2 separate regions of the Mus musculus genome follow, and region 1 is linked to region 2. A link is a contact called in public HiChIP or PLAC-seq data. All regions are on one chromosome and are shown on one strand. Each heading gives the region's core, a stretch centred on a gene start, on an enhancer-like site or on the middle of the called end of the contact. The rest is flanking DNA. Distances are from core to core; before and after follow the strand shown. Region 1 holds the start of Myzap (myocardial zonula adherens protein). Region 2 overlaps Myzap (myocardial zonula adherens protein).

The links. HiChIP or PLAC-seq counts read pairs in DNA pulled down with a chosen protein or histone mark.
Region 1: an H3K27ac HiChIP or PLAC-seq map of heart atrium shows a contact between it and region 2, with 4 times the contacts expected there. The contact joins the promoter of Myzap here to the enhancer-like site in region 2. A contact is called at or near these places in 6 of 39 promoter capture datasets (HPC-7-derived erythroid cells, embryonic stem cells, epiblast stem cells and 3 more), 1 of 15 datasets of contacts at CTCF or cohesin (the NIH/3T3 cell line), 23 of 484 Hi-C or Micro-C datasets (the 63-12 cell line, CD4 T cells, the G1E-ER4 cell line and 15 more), 11 of 115 datasets of contacts at active chromatin or transcription factors (bone marrow-derived macrophages, a colorectal cancer cell line, craniofacial prominence and 6 more) and 2 of 9 other capture datasets (adipose tissue and liver).

What each region holds. Positions count from the first base shown.
Region 1 is chr9:71,590,016-71,594,174 of GRCm38.p6, reverse strand. Myzap (myocardial zonula adherens protein) reads left to right here and starts at 1,815. Exons shown (of 13, transcript NM_001033208.4): 1 at 1,815-1,985. The coding sequence starts at 1,911.
Region 2 is chr9:71,545,140-71,549,550 of GRCm38.p6, reverse strand. It overlaps Myzap (myocardial zonula adherens protein), which reads left to right. Exons shown (of 13, transcript NM_001033208.4): 9 at 748-827; 10 at 2,777-2,882. Among named protein-coding and RNA genes, the nearest start is that of Myzap, 45 kb to the left of the region's middle. Within about 2 kb of position 1,735, at least 10 of the 459 cell types and tissues checked have an H3K27ac peak or open chromatin away from gene starts, as enhancers often do. A contact at or near this core is called in adipose tissue and heart atrium, where this site is marked.

The DNA of each region.
Region 1 (4,159 bases), core at 566-3,065, 45 kb before region 2:
CGCCCTTTGATCAGTACTTATTGGAGGGTAGACTTAGAGTTTAGGCTTACAGATGTCAGGACTAGAAGCAGAGGCTGTGTGGAGGAGGACAGAGGGAAATCTCTCATGGATTCCTTGTTTTGAAGAAGCTATAGATGGGAATAGAGTGGAATCGATATGTATGGCTATTGACCCATTAACTCTGGCGTTAGTTTTGTCCTTTGCAAATCAAAGATGTTAACAGAATCTACCTGGTGGGGTTGTGTAGCCTGAGGAGGAAGTGCATACAGATCTAAGAGGACAGAGGCAGAGGGCTGGAAGATGGCTCAACATTAAGAAACCTTACTACTCTTGCTGAGAACTAGAGTTCAGCTCCCAGCACCCAAGGTGGGTGGTTAACAACTGAGCTAACTTCAGCTTCAAGGGATTGGACGCCTTTGGCCTCTGAGGATACCTGTACTCACCTGGGCAAACTCAAAATTAAAAATAAAAAGTAAATCTTAAAACACACACACACAGTGGTGATGAGGTTGGTAGAAAGCATCAGGAAGAGCTGGCAGAGAAGAGGCCCTGCGGCTTTCATGCAGACTTGCAGAAAACATGACTGTTGTCACCAAAGGGGCAAGTTTTGTGGGATCACGAGGAATTCTGATTGGTAACATTCTTTGACGTCTTTCCTGGTGGTGCAACCTTGGGATCACTCGTGTGCATGGGTACACACACATACACACACACACACACACACACACACACACAGAGAGAGAGAGAGAGAGAGAGAGAGAGAGGAGAGTGCACAGAAGTTAGGGAAACAAAGCTTCTAGGTTCAGGGGTGCCGTCGGGGTTCAGGTTAGGAGGTTGGTGAGAAGGCTGGGTTTTGCCTCGGCTTTGAAGGGTGAATGGAGATACTGTGTCCTCCCTCTCTTTCCCCCGAAGCACTTTGTCCTGATGTTAAAGGCCTAAGCACTCACACACCAGGTTCTTAGTGACTAGGCCCCAGCTCTCCTTAGCTTCTCTCCACCATCAGCTCCTGGCACTGTGACAGGATGCCTAAGAAGGAAGGGTCCCAGATCTGCCCTTGCCTTGCTTATCTCTGCTAGGGGGCAGCAGAGTGTTCCAGAAAGGCCCTAGGGGCTGACAGGGTAGGTCACCTCTTAGCTTGGCCACTTAACACCTGGTGGGGCTCCTCCTGCCTTACTCAACCCTTGATGAATCAGTGTCCTCACCTGCAAAATGGGGTGCAGGATAATGACACCTACCCCCAAAGCGTGGTTGTGAAGATTGATTGACGCAAAGGGTGGTCAGTCCTGCCAGGTGGACACACAGCAATCACTGAATGAATGTGGACAGCCTTGCAATTCTGGTCTTCAGCTTAGTCACTTCCTCTGGGAGCCTCTTTCTGGCTCCTGAGGACCTTTGGACAGTTGCACACTCCCAGCACACATACCTGTTTTCTACCACAGAAATGACAACTGTCTTCTCTCAGGGTCACCATTAGGGTGCAAATCTGTGAGGACAGGAGTCGGTCGTTCACTAGGAGGCACAAATAATAGGCACTCAGTAGTTACCGTGAAAAAAAGTGACAAAGACCAAGGGTCCCAGTAGTCCTTGGGGTTTGATGGAAAGCTCTGGGGTCGTGAGGCCAAAAGGACAGGGGATACAGAGACCAGACCCACAGTGTGTGCAGGAAGACTGGACAGGGAGATACAGAGAGGAGACGCTCAACTTTGGGGAGAGAATGCTGCTTGACTAGTCTGGCAGAATCCTAGCCCCGCCCCTCTCAGGCCCCTCCCAGGCCCCGCCTCCTGGGCTCCAGCCCTGCGGAAGCCGTAGCTTCTAGTGTCTGAGCCTCCCCCGCGTAGGGTGCGCCCCGCACGCTTATCCTGCCCCGGAGCAGCGCGGGCACCCAGCCCTTGCTCCACAGCCGCTGCGAGATGCTGCGCTCCACGTCCACTGTCACCCTGTTCTCAGGTGGCGGCGCCAAGTCGCCTGGAACGCCCAGTAGAAGGGTAAGTAGCTAGCTGGAGAAGGAGCTGCTGGGGATCTCTCGCACCCATCCCTGTCGCCCCATCTGTAGGGATGTGGGGAGAAGGATGCTTCTGGCTGTCGATACCTCAGTCTTGGCTCAAGTTTCCTGGCCAGTCCGGGACTCCACAGTGACCCTCCCTCTGGATGCTCCCGAGGCGGGAAGAGAGGGCTTAGGGGACTTTCTGGGATACCTAGAACTTACTTCTCCTTCGCGTCTCCACTGTCAAGCCAAGCTTAAATGTGGCATCAGTTTAAAAAAGGCAGGGGAGAGGTTTCTGAGGTCTCTGCCCTGAATATACTTGAAACGTGAACTTTTCTGCATCTCTTGGTTGGGAGCATCATCCATATGTCCATCCACCAGTGACAGACAGCCTCTGATCCAGGAGCCAGCTTTGCCAAGGTGGTTGCCTGTTTGCAGACCAGAGCTGAGCAGCTGACCACCTCGGAGTCTAGCTGTGCAGGACTCTAGTTTACGCAGGAACTTCTTTTTTTAAGCCCTGACCATCACCTCCAGGGAGATTTCCCTAAAGAAATGTGTTTAGCCACAGTCTTTGCTGAATCAGTTCTTACCTCCCAGATGCTCCTGAAAGAATGGCCAGGCTTGTCAGGTTGACATTCTATGCCCCTTCGAAGATCAGGGCCTCAGAGAAGTCTGCTAGGAGCTTGGCTTGTAGCTTTCTGAGTCTTCTGGTATCACGTTATTAAATACCTACCTCTTCACTAATCACGTATCTCCACCGTTCATTCTAACAGGTTAAATCCCACTCCAAAAGCCCCTTCCCAAGTCCGGTTAGTTTGATTTGACCTTTAGTGTTTATCTTTTCTCCATTTATAGACGAAAGGCATGTGTTGCTTTTGGGTGAGGGCCAAGTGGTGGTGGTGGTGGTGGTGGTGTGTGTGTGTGTGTATTTATGTTTGTGTGTATATGTTAGACACCTAAGGCTCATAGAACTCTGGTTGCTTGGTCATTAACTTAATAAAGTGGCTTCCCATTTGGTTAGTGAGTTTCCAACCATGGGCTTACCCTATTGCAAGATGGGCATTTGACTCTTTCCCATGGAAGGCTTTGTTTAATCAGAACAAAATTTAGGTTGACAAAGAATAAAATCATTACAAAGTTAGCCCTGAGCTGTGTGCAGCAGCCCCTACCCACAGGGAGACTCTGATTTAGGTTGATGCTGGGATCCTGTGAGTGAATTAGGTATAGCCAGTAGACTCAGTAGCATCTTTGAGATTTTTCTCTTGAATGATGTCTGGACATACTGGAATGCTTTGTCTTTTGGCTAAGACTGCATCGAAACTTTGGTCTGAAGAACTCAGGCTTCCGAATTCAGACTATGTAGGACTGATTGGAACATTCTAGAACTTCTGTGGACAAAATCTTTTTAAAGGCTCCTGTGTGTGTGTGTGTGTGTGTGTGTGTGTGTGTGTGTGTGTTGATTGACTAACTGACTCACTGAATATTTATAGATCTATTTCTGTGTGCCCCAGGGCTGGGCACTCAGTTCCATTCTGCTCTTGGAGGCAGATATTATCACAAATGAGTTTGTAGAGCGAGCAGAGTATTTCCAGGGTTCAGTGACCCTAAAAGAAAGGTTCTTTCTGAGGTGTGTAGGGCAAGCCTCTCCCTGCAGGTGAACTGCTACTTAGTCTCCCAGCAGGGTCAGGAGTTACAAAGGCAATCGACAAGGTAAAAAGAGAACTATCATTTATCTCAGTGGATACTTGACATAGGCTGTATGACGATGTGTGTCAGACTTGCTTTGGGACAAAACACTAAGAGTTTTTAAGATAATTAAAAAAAACTTTTGAAGCACAAGAAAATATATACAGTAAATACATAGCCATGAAAACTGTTTCTGAAATTGAAAAATTTTCAAGAAATCCGGCCTTCTCTCACTCCCTCTGTGATGCTGGCAAGGAGATGATCTCAAACTGGAATACTTTGGGTGTGCTCAACCTGTGGTTTCCTCCAGCCAAGGGTAGCTATGGACCTAGTCCAGCACAGAATCGTACATGTTCTTAAAACACTATGAGATGCTTTAGTTTGTTTTGTGACTCAACGGCGTGGCTCTTGAGTGTGAACTTCGTAAAGGACAGCACCATGTCTCAAAGTCAAAAGGTCTGCTAGTTATTAAAATAGATCAGTTTTATC
Region 2 (4,411 bases), core at 486-2,985:
CGCACACATTTATAGATTCAGCAAAGTGTATGAAGCATATAGCTTGACACACATATGTTTCTTATTGCTACTGAAGTAAATTGCCGAAAAGTAGCTTTCGGTTATGTGAATTTATTGTTTTCAGTTCTGGAGGTGAGAAGTCCCACTCTGGTGTCAGAGTTAGCCATGTAATGCTGTCTTAGCATCCCAACTTGAACTCTACTGCTTCCTCTAGCTTGATCCATGAGACCATGCAGATCATTAACCATGTTTTCACAGTTCCCCTTTCTGTGTGAGATGGTGTGTTTATGCGGGACTAGGTCCTGGACTTCTTTGTGTTGGGGGGACCATTGTGCTGGCCATTATGGCCAGCATCATATATGTCTTATAAGCAATTATTCCTGTGTAAACACACCTGGGTTGGTCCATAAGCCATTATCAGAATTTCAGAGCCTCTTTGCTAGATGTTTTTGAAAACAATAAGGACTCACAATGTCATGGGCCATTGATTTACGACATAGATTATCATTATTTAGAACTATAAGTTTTCATAAGACGTGTAATCCTGGGCTGGGGTTCATGTGGTTTGCCTAGAGTGTTTTTTTCCAGATCCATACATATGTCTATGCATTGGGCCCCTTTGAGTTCTGAGCTCTGACCTAGTGGATGTGTGAACAGGGAGTGTTGTACAGACTTGGAGAGCTGGGTGTGCCTGGTGTTCATCCTCTGCCTAGCTCCATCTGGATCCATTGATTATGTCTGTTTTAGGAACGGCATCAGCTCCAGCTCCAGCTCCTTGAGCATGAGACAGAAATGTCAGGGGAGATGGCAGATTCTGACAAGAACAGGTGAGGCAGGCTGGCCTTGGACTTCGAGCAACTCAGAGGTGGATATGCACACTGGTTGTGTGTGTGTGTGTGTGTGTGTGTGTGTGTGTGTGTGTGCATGCGCGTGTGCACTAGATGCACATGTGTGCATGTTCTTGCCCACAGAGGCCAGAGGAAGAAGTCTGGTGTCCTTCTCTTATCACTTTCTACCTCATTCTCTTGATCCAGGGTCTCTTGCTGAACCTGGAACAAGGCTGGTAGCAAACAAAGCCCAGTCATCTTTCTGTCTCCCCTCCCCCAACATCCACAGCTATGCCTAAGTTTTTACAATGGGTGTGCTGGGGATTTGAACTCATGCTTAGGTCTTCATGCTTGCCTAAGAAGACTTCTTACCCACTGGGCCTTCTCCTCAACCTAGTGTGCACTGTTTCTGATAACTCATTGACTCTTGTGCTTTCACTCATGTGGTCCTCACTTAGGACAAACCTATACATAAGAGTGGCATTGGCTGAGAGCACCCAATGTGGGCCCAGTTCCTTCAGGAGCTTGCAGCTGTGTCTCGATCGTGACTGTAGTTCAGCGGGACACATCAAATGACGGCCACAAGCACAGAAGTCCCATCTGCTTGTGCTCATAACCCTGAGTGCACAGGATGTACCTCGTTAATGAGATAACTCGTCAGCTGTGACCGATACCGTTTGTCCTGGAAACTAATTTTAAAATGTTGCTTGTTTCCATGCCTTGCATTGCCCTTTGGTCATGAGTGTGTGAGACCCTGGATGGAAATTACAGGAGTCATACTTGGCTTTTCTAGAAATCAAAAGGCAGAGAGGAAGGAAGGGAAGGCTGGGCTGATTGGAGCCCTTGGGCAAGTCACCTGACCCCCAAGGCTCTTGGCCTGTGGAGTGGAAACTTTCTAAATAAAGAATGGTTATGTTGATCAGATGCCCCTCCCTTTGATTCACGTTGTGAGGGAACTTTGACCTACTGCCTGCTATATAGTACATGCTGGGGGAAAAAAAAATCTGTTTTCCTCGATCTCAAATATTGATTGATTGATTGATTGGTTGATTGGTTGTGCAGGTATGTATATGTGTTACAGATGTTCCATGGCATGAGTGTGGAGGTCAGAAGACAACTTTTAGGAATTAATTCTTTCCTTTCAGCACATTGGGTCATGTGGGGAATCAGACTTAGATCACTGCTTGGCAGCAAGCACCCTTACCTGCTGAGCCATCTCACTGGCCTTGCTCCTATGACTTGAGGGTTTCCCAAGTTGTTGGGGTCCTCACTAGTTTCTACTTTGGTGCTAATGAGGGACCTGGTTATTGCTGGGAAATGGGACACAGCCACTGAACATTTCTTCCGGTGTTCTGCTCTCATGACACACAGATCATAGTCACCTGCCTACGTAGCCAAAGGCGTCATAGCTCCTTTGGTTAGCTTGAGCTGAGCAAAGACACAGAATAATGTCTCTCAAGAAAAAGCTCTCAGAAAAAGTTCTGGGGTGCAGGGTGGTGACACAGTGAAGGGCTCTCCGTGTATGCCTTGATGGCCCAGTCAATGACCAGCACAGCAGTGATGTGTGCAGGTCCTTCTGGATTCCACCCTTGATTTCAGGGGCTCCTTCTCCCTCCCCTTAATTAAGGTCACTGACTGCATGTTCCAGTCTGTATTAACCCCCAGGCAGAAAGCCTCTCGTGTTTCTCAGTGCAGAAAAGCCTTCTCATTCTGCCCTTGAAAAGGACAGATTTGTCATGACACAGAGTGAAGCTCGAGAGGGGCCCTGAAGGAAGGTGCTCTTTCTCAGGTGATAGCGATCCTGAGTTAATCCCTAGAGTCCACAGGAGAAGAGCGTGTGGCTTGAGTTTGAGTGTCGCTTCTGTGAAATGTTGTGGCGGTCTCTGCCGCCGTAGGGGGAGCGGCAGCAGCTGTCTGGAGTCAGGGCTCAGTGCTCTCTTCTTTCTTAGGTACCAGCAGCTGGAGGAGGCGTCGGCCAGCCTCCGGGAGCGGATCAGACACCTGGATGACATGGTGCACTGCCAGCAGAAGAAAGTCAAGCAGATGGTTGAGGAGGTAAGCTCTGGAGAAGCCTGGGGCCCAGGACAGCTTAGTGCTGTAGGAAAAGATACCACTTTAGCTCACACTCGACTTTGCCCAGGCCACTGTCACCGCAGCCCAAACTGTCGGGCATTTGTTATGTGCTGTGAGGACCAATGATTGTTCCCCTAGAAGGAGGGTTTTCTCTAGACCAAAGTGTTGGTCAAGTGCTGTTCATAATGCACACTGAGCATGGTGGCCTCGGGGGACAAAAGGTGACAGAAGGTGACCTCAGCCCAGGCTTCCCTCCAAACCTGCCCACATCTCTTGCACCAGCCGCTGTGCCTTTCTCTGGGTGCACCTGTCTCTTCTGCTCCTTTCATTCCTTTCCCATGATGCTCTGCCCCCCCTCCCACCCCGTCCTCTCCCTTCCGCTCATCTCTCACTTGTTTGTCCTCTGTCTCTTCTCTCTTCTACATCCTTCCTCTCCTTAGCTGTGTATAATAGGAAAAGGTACATATTTGGTCTGCTGGGAAGCTTGTTGTTCTGTTATTTTTTCTTAATGAGAAGCGAAGCAGGTAGGTTGGACATTTATGTACTTCTCTAAGAAGAGAGAGGATGACTTTGCTTGTTTCGGTGGGCTCTGCCTCCCTTTTTGGTGATGCTCAGTAGAAAATCCACATGTGGGGAAAATCCACAGCTGGTCACATGTCATTGTAGATGTTTCTTAGTTTCTTAATTAAAAAAATGGTAGATGAAAATCAGATAGAAAAATCTGAGAGAGAAAGGACAGCAGTAAAAGGGTTATGAACATCTAGGATCTAACTCTCTAGCTTGAAATAAAGTCCAGTGAATTAAGTTTGGTTGCCAGGAAAATAACTATTTTCCCTTATTTAACCACTACTTTAAAATGTGTCCATTTTGTGTATGGCTGTGTATGTGTGTGCTCATGTACATGCGTGTTCCATGTGTGTATGCATGTGTGTGGAGGCCTGGAGACAACCTTAGCCTCTTTGCCTCAGGTATCATCTACCATATATTTGGAAACAGGGTCTTTTACTGGCCTGAAGCTTGACAGTTAGGCCAGACTGGCTGGCCGGCAAGCCCCAGGGTCCTTATTTCTACCCTTCCTGGGAATGAGGTTGCAAGTGTGCACTGCCACACCTAGCCTGCACTGGCACACCTAGCCATCCTTTTTCATAGGTTCTGGGATTGAATTCTGCTTCTCATACTTGTAAGAAAAGCACATTACCAAGTGAGTGCCTCCTCAGCTCTGACTATTATTAAAGGAATCATTGATACTTAAAGTATATCTACTTTCAATAACTTATACACATGACAGATGAAATCAGAAGCCTGTCTACTTTGGCAGTAAATTCCTAAATGCCGGGGTGTTCCTGGAGTGGAGCAGGGGTAAGGCCGTGGAGCTATGAGTGGGGAAGAGACCCTTTGTTTCATTAGGTCTAGAATAAATGTTTACAGCAGACAAAGTCTTGTCTCCAAATGAGAAGTCCGGCCTCGATGTATTGAGTCTTGTGTGGCTTGCACACAAGGGAGTGGGACCA